2 separate regions of the Ovis aries genome follow, and region 1 is linked to region 2. A link is a contact called in public Hi-C data. All regions are on one chromosome and are shown on one strand. The core of a region is the stretch at or near the end of the contact, and the rest is flanking DNA. Distances in the headings are between cores, read along the strand shown.

What was found. Hi-C and Micro-C count contacts between places; a contact is called where the count stands out from the background.
Region 1: a contact with region 2 is called in a Hi-C map of blood, with 5 times the contacts expected there. The contact joins the enhancer-like site here to the promoter of PTPRC in region 2. A contact is called at or near these places in 3 of 16 Hi-C or Micro-C datasets (all in blood).

Annotation. Positions count from the first base shown.
Region 1 is chr12:76,988,177-76,991,846 of ARS-UI_Ramb_v3.0, reverse strand. The region is part of intron 2 of PTPRC (protein tyrosine phosphatase receptor type C); the gene reads right to left. Among named protein-coding and RNA genes, the nearest start is that of PTPRC, 48 kb to the right of the region's middle. Within about 2 kb of position 1,551, at least 10 of the 54 cell types and tissues checked have an H3K27ac peak or open chromatin away from gene starts, as enhancers often do.
Region 2 is chr12:76,940,051-76,943,739 of ARS-UI_Ramb_v3.0, reverse strand. It overlaps PTPRC (protein tyrosine phosphatase receptor type C), which reads right to left and starts at 2,075. Exons shown (of 32, transcript XM_060396233.1): 1 at 2,009-2,075; 2 at 1,812-1,927. The coding sequence starts at 1,884.

The DNA.
Region 1 (3,670 bases), core at 302-2,801, 49 kb before region 2:
GCAGCAGCATGATTCTAAAATGTCCCAGGCTTTTTCAACTACACACTGCCATAAGGGAAACATATTTAATGCTCAATCCAGTAGTTACTCTAAAGAGACCCACGATGAGTAAAATGCCATGTGTGAACCATCAAAGCGGGATTCAGAGTAAGTCATACATTGAAATTTATTTTTTAAAAGCTGAATGATGGCTGTAAAAGAGGTAGCTTCTTACTTAGAAACAAACAAAAAAAAGTGACGGGGGCGCATGGAAGGCAAGGAAGGGTGTGAACAGAACTGTGGTGAGCTAACAGAACTAAAGCCAAGCTGAGGGACATCCCTGGTGGTCCAGCGGTTACGACCTCACCTTCCAGGGCTTGCGGGCTCCATCCCCGGTCAGGGAGTTACATGCCTGTCACATGCCTCACAGTCAACCAAAACATAAAACAGAAGCCATATTATAAAATTCATTAAAGGCTTTAAAAATGGTCCACATAAAAAAATCCAATCTTTAAAATAAAAATAAATAAATAGAACCAAGCTGACACCTTATCCTTCAGTGTGTGTGTGTGTACTCAGTACTGCCTGACTCTCTGTGACCCTGTGGACTGTAGCCCACCAGGCCCCTCTGTTTGTGGGATTTCCCAGGCAAGAAGAGTAGAGTGGGTTGCCATTTCCTTCTCCAGGGGATCTTCCTGATCCAGAGATCGAGCCCATGTCTCCTGCTTTGAAGGCAGATTCTTTACCACTGAACCACCAGGGAATCCCTTATTCTTCAGTATTTGTACACAAAGCTTCAAGGAAGGGAAAATAAAACATTCCTGAAAATGGTTTACTCTTATTATGTGCATGCTTTAAAACTAAACAAGCAAAAAAGTCTGTGATCAAACCTACATCTCCTAAAAGAGGTGGGATATGGGAGAGAGAGGGTGGTGGGTGGGCTTCCTGGGGCCAGGGGTTGACAGCTGGCTGCAGGGCTGGGCACTGATCCAGGTCTGGGTCAAGGTCCATGACTTAGCACCCACAGACTTTTTTTAAAAAGGAACCAAGAGTGAAATCTAAATTATAGTGGGTTGGCCAAGAGGTTATGGAAAACCCCAAATGAACTTTTTGGCCAGCCCAATACTATCTTCTAGTGAACTAAACACTAGACAGTAATAGATAAACAGGAGAAGGACGCTAGGTTGCAGCGAGTCTGCCTAACCAACCTGTCTCCCCTCTGGCAAACAAGATCCCTAGGTCTGGCCAGGCTGCCCAGAAGGGAAGGGAAATAAAAGCAGAGTCTGATAACACGCGCTACTAACTTCATTTCCCCTTGCTGAAAACTCCGAACAGAAACACTTGATTGACTTTCAAAATCATTAAAGGAACCTGGCCTAATGGGAAAAGCTCCCCTTTCAAACAGAAGAGGTTCTCAACACACTCTTCTCATCAGAAGGCTGTTTGCACAGCGAAGAGCAGCCTTGGTGGCTTTTCTGCTCTTGTGGTTTCTCCTCCTCCAGGGTACTTCTGTTTTTCTGATTCTGAGTCTTTATAGGAAAGGAAGAGGTGTAGCCGTGCGGTTAAGCGCGCAAGCCTTTGCAAATGGTGCAGCGCGTTGCCATGGCAGCGTCGGCAGCGGCCCCAGCCCGGGGTTAAACCACAACTTCTCTAGTTGATGGCGAAGCCGGCTGATAAGACAATGAGCTGGTGCTGCAGCCCTGAGTTTCAGAGCTCTCTGTTTTTGTTTCAATGAAAAGGTGTTTCAAGGAGAAGGTTGAGAATTAGGAGGGTGGTTTGTACCCCTTGGAAGCACTCCGTTTGGAAAGGCGTTTGCAAATCATATTTTAATGAGAAAAAAAAAAAAGTTAAATCCAAGCTCCTCTTCAATAAAGTAAAAAGTCACCGTCTCTTGGGCCCGCAGTGAAATTGGATTCATTAGTTACATAATGCAGCTTAGAGAAAACAGGTTCCGAAGAAAAAAGTAAGACAGATGTGCTTATTTGTAAATAGAATTCACACTCTTTTAACCTTAAGGTTATGAAATGACCAAAGAGGGCAGAGGTGAAAATATTTCACCAAGTGCAGAGTTCTTTATCATCACCTACGAATGTTACTCTCCCGCTACGACGCAACACATCACACCCTTTGCAAGCAAATGTTCTGAGCTAAATATGTTCAGCAACTTCCTTAATATCACACTTGAAGCCTCCTGAAAGGTCACGCCTGAGAACCCAGAAATGTATAGGTCCGTTCTGGTCCCTCAGGCACGTCACCAACCGGCTTCAGCCCTGGTTAGGAACCATTTTCCATGCCGAGTGTTTCTACCAACTGCCCTGATGTTGTTGTTCAGCTGCTAAGTCGTGTTCAACTCTTTGAGACCCCGTGGACTACAGCACGCCAGGGTTTCCTGTCTTTCACTGTCTACCGGAGCTTGCTCAAGCTCATGTCCATTGAGTCCATGATGCCAACCAACCATCTCATCCTCTGCTGCCCCCTTCTCTTTCCACCTTCAATCTTTCCAACTGCCTTAGGTCTTAGCTGAAGATAGTTAATGATATACAAAATATTAAAACAGCATATGAACACCCATAAATTATCAATCCTGGAAAAGGTCATGAGATCATTTTTATTGAATGTTTTCAGGAAGATTCATATTGGGTCAGTTTCTTGGGCCTTTGTGTCTCAGGAAATTTTCCTCTCTCTCAAGTAAAAAGGAGCGTTTTTGGAATACCTACTTTCTTTGGAATAACTCTGTGGGGGTGTTAGAACTCTTGCTTCATAAATGAGAAAACAAGGATGCTGACAGTTTGAATAAATTGGATTAAATGAACACAGAGGGTGAGTAAGTTAACAGTGCAAAAACTCAGTCCCACCTCTGCCAGACAGCAAAGAGCCAGCATTTTTTATCAACCACAGAAGGCCACCCCTGGCACTGCAGGATTCAGAGCATCCATTTCACATTACTCTTGAGCTCTGGCTCAGACTCCGTGAATATCTAATACCTGGGCTCCGAGCTTCTTTCCCCAGCCTTTCCCCTAGTCTGACTCTGACCTCGTCCGATTTCACCAACCTTTACACTCGGGCCTAAACTGTGAACCAACCCCCCACTTCCCCATGCATTTTAGATACAGCCACGAGGAGTCCACTTTTACAATGTACTGACATATGCTTGATTCTTGTTAAAATAACTTAGTAGAAGATTCCAGAATCTTTACTGTTATTATTGAAAGCCCTTCCCAATCTATCTCCAAATTGCCTTTCCAATGACATTATCGGTATGCTGAAATGAAATTACTTATTTAACTTCAAATTCAGTTTAAGTGCAATTTATTGCAACCAAATAGGGTTTCAGCACACTTCCCCACTTCCCTTTCAGTTTTCTTTTACCCTGACCTGGAGTATCTTTCCTTCTTTTAATGACCCTGAGTCGTGGCCATCCAAGACTTGATTCAAAATCCAACCTCATGACAACTTTCCTGGTCCTCTCAGGTCACCAAGGTCTTCCAGTGTTTAGAATAATAATGATGTATGGCACTCACGGGCATATATATCATGAGTAAACTTATCTATTTAGTTATCTCTTTCCATGGAATGTTCCAGTTAAGGTCATAGCTGTTTGGAACAGCACAGGATGGCTTGAATCCCTCCATCTCCACTCTCCAGCTGTCTGACCTTGGAAAAGTGGCATATCCTCTCTGAACATCAGTTC
Region 2 (3,689 bases), core at 826-3,325:
TCACAGCTTGCTAATAAAAGAAAATATATCATTGAAAGAACTAATAAGTTCCCAAATTATGCAGTGAATCACAAAATCGCTCTTGGGACTTCAAAGTATGATAAACAAGATTTGCCCACCTAGATAACTGTATGTATATTTTTTTCCCAAAAAATGAGTATATGTTACAGGAAGACTAGAAAATGTTTGCCCTTAGTGTTTCTCTGAGCAGTTCAGGTTAAACTTGGTCTCTCAAAATAAATCTTTGTACACCTATTCATTTATCTATGGTACAAACTATTCAGCAAAATTGCTTTAAAGGTTTCTAGATCATTTTATACTCTCATGTTGAATATAAATTCAAAGATGTTTCTTAGAGTAAAAAGCCTTAATAGGCGAAGTTGAAATTTTTATGGTAGTTTGCTCTATGGCCTACAAAATATCTCATTTAGAAAGTTGTGCAACAGTTTCTGAGGGAAAATTTTAATGGAAATTTACTCTGACATGAAAATACATGTATTACCTTATAAAAATTATTATTCCTTATAATACTTTAATTGTGATAACCAGCTTCATAGGAATGATAACTTAATAAACATTTCCTGTACCAAGACAAAATGCTATACCTACATAAAAAATATTTAATCCATTTTTGCAGTTAAAAATATATATATATATATACACACACTACTTTCTACTATCTTTAGTTTCACAGAATGTAAATTAACAGTGTAGCATGTTCAAAAGAAAACTTCTGTCCTGCCTTTTAGAGAAAAGGAGAGTGGTGCAAATTTTTTTAAAAGGCATTTCAAAGCGAATTACAATAAGCAAGATTTTTTTAAAATATGTTTCCCATTTTTTTAACTTTTTTAGAAATCTGCAAAAATATCATTTCAAATATCCTTTCAATAATAATTTTTTAAAAAAGCTTTTCGATCCTCCACCGTAAGAAGTCATACTAAATATCAACCGAAATGCACTCATGACCCACACTGCAACCGTTCAAGAAATGCCCACTAAGTGGGCCAGAAGTGTGCAAAGATCTTAAAGCTGAATAGATGCAGGAGCTCCAGTCAGTTACATTTTCCTATAGAATGCCTCATTTACATGACTCTTAAGAATTTAAAGTATTTTTATCTCGTCAAGGCTGTAAGATTTACCCAGCACCCAGGAAGGGCGGTGGCCCCGCAAGAGTATTCAGAGGAAATAATCATTCAAAGGATTGTAAGGAACAAAAACCTTGATTTAGAATACATTTTGTGGTAAAAATTTTGCAAAAAGGTACTCTTTAATGCCATATCCAAATTTGTTTTTATTTTTTCAAGTACCATACACTTAAGTCTTCAATAAAACATTTTGGCCATAATCAAAATTTGAGGAAGCAAACCCCCGGTCTGAAAAAAAAAAAAAAGGAGTGGTTTGTGTGCAAACAAAGCCATATTATGATTTTTACAAATGCAGTTTTTGTTAAAAAGACCAAAATTTAGTTTTTTGGTCATTCAGATATCTTCAAACTTTCAACACTGCTGTTGTAATGTCCTTGAACAGTTTGTAAACCAAGATACAGATAGACAATGTTTGTCTTTGGAATGGTGATTTTGGGGCCAAACATGTACGCCTTTTTAAACAGAAAAATGTATTCTGTCCCCCAGGGAGCCATGTCTCTCTGAGGGACAATGACCTTGACCGTTTTACAGAGGGCTTCCTCATCTCCAGTCACCAACACTTCACTTGCTTATATGTCTATTTCAAACCAGTGTCCTTACACACACACACACACACACACACACACACACAAATAACTAAGGAAATATGAATTTCCTTGTGCTTACCTGCAACAGACACTGCGGTGTCCAGGAAGGCAAAGCCAAATGCCAGAAGTTTAAGCCACAGATACATGGTCATATCTGGAACTCAGCCAAACTCCCGAGAGACAGCATGCGTCCTTCTGAAAGGCAAAATAATGGTTATCTCCGAACCAATGTTTCTCTGTAAGGCCGAATCAAGAAGGAAAGAAGTGAATGCGTACTCTTCAACTGGTGTCTTATCAGACAGGGGCGATTTCCTCCTGCTGCCCTGAGAACAAACCACTTGCTGAGAGGCAGTGATGTCAGATTCGGTTTTACTAACTTCTGCAAAAAGGCTGCAAAGGGTCCTCTTTGCAGGAAGTCAAGAAAGTTGTTCAAAGTCACTGCCAAGGCCTCTTACTTCCGTAATTCAAGTAATTAGACTGAGTTACTAGGCCTCTCAATAGATTTTCCCTCAAGAAAGATGCATTTTTCATATCCAAATACTCCCATGCAGTATTCACGATAACTAGAAAATGACATGCCCCACCCCCCAAAATCCATTACATTCTTACCTAAACAATGATAAAACAGTCAGCATAGGTATAACAAAAATGAGGACTGGCAAGATGATATGCTAATTGAATTAATGAAGAAAAAACAACTGTATTTGTCTTAAAATGACCAAATGAATGAAAAAGCAACTACCTCTCTAGTTATTTTCGACAACCAGAATCTTGTACCATTAGGGCATTCAGAACTCAGCAATACGACAGTTCGAGTATCCAGCCACTTTCTCTGCAAAGCACTTTCAGAAAGCTTAATAGGCTTGCCCCAAATCTTTCACAGATATTCTTGTAGGGCTGGGAATGGAATCAGAAACTCACCTCTCCTGCAGTAAACCAAGCTTCAATAAAGGGGTGCCTCTATGACCTGAGATATTCTTGGTGTTGCCGATGAGGGAAAGAAGAGACATTCAATCAAGAGCTATTTTTTTTACAAAAGTTAAACTTTTATTCCCCCTCAGCCATACTGTCTCGACCTTTCTGATTAAATGACTGCAAATAAATACACAACATCCTTTGTGATTTTGATGGTGTTCTCAGTAAGTCGATTAATTAGGAAAATGCGTACGAGAAGGAAGCCTCTATGACATCAGCAGTACAGGACTGCCCTGGTGGTTCAGCGGCTAAGACTTCGAACTCCCAACGCAGGGGGCCCGTGTTCAATCCCTGGTCAGGGAACTAGACCCCACGTGCTGCAATTAAAACATCCTGCACTCTGCAACCAAAGAACCCATGTGCCGCAACGAGGACCCGGCAAAGTCAAATAAACCAATAAATAACGAACATTTTTTAAGAAGTCAGCAATACAGTGGAGTGAGCTGGTCTCATCATCACAGAACCTGCAGGCATGCATTAATAAAACCCTTACTGCACACATAGGCAAGGCATTGTGCTCTGAACTACAGATCAGGTGGAAGGGACTTGGAGACAGACCCCTTGCAATGATCTGGCTAGGAAGTGCTAGGGCAGGATTCCTGTGTTGACGTGTATAAACCTTTTGATGTCTGCATACTTATCTGTTTTTCTCTTACTTTAGCTGCTAGGAACTACAGAACCCAATTTGCACACATGCCCCCCCCCCCAACTTGGTACAAATGAAAATAATTCCACCCCTTAATTTCTGAACACTAAGTAACATTTTAATGAGATTCTTTTCATTATTATGATTTTAAATGATGGTTGTTATAGTAGCTAACACTATTGTACTCTTACCACATCCAGGAAAATGCTTAGCCCTTTAATCATATAATGCAATTTGTATAACAAACTTGGAGATAAAGAGATACATAATTCATCTTATCTGTAAAGTTCAGAGAGGTTAGGTGAATTGTCTGAAGTCTCATAGCTGGGACGTAAG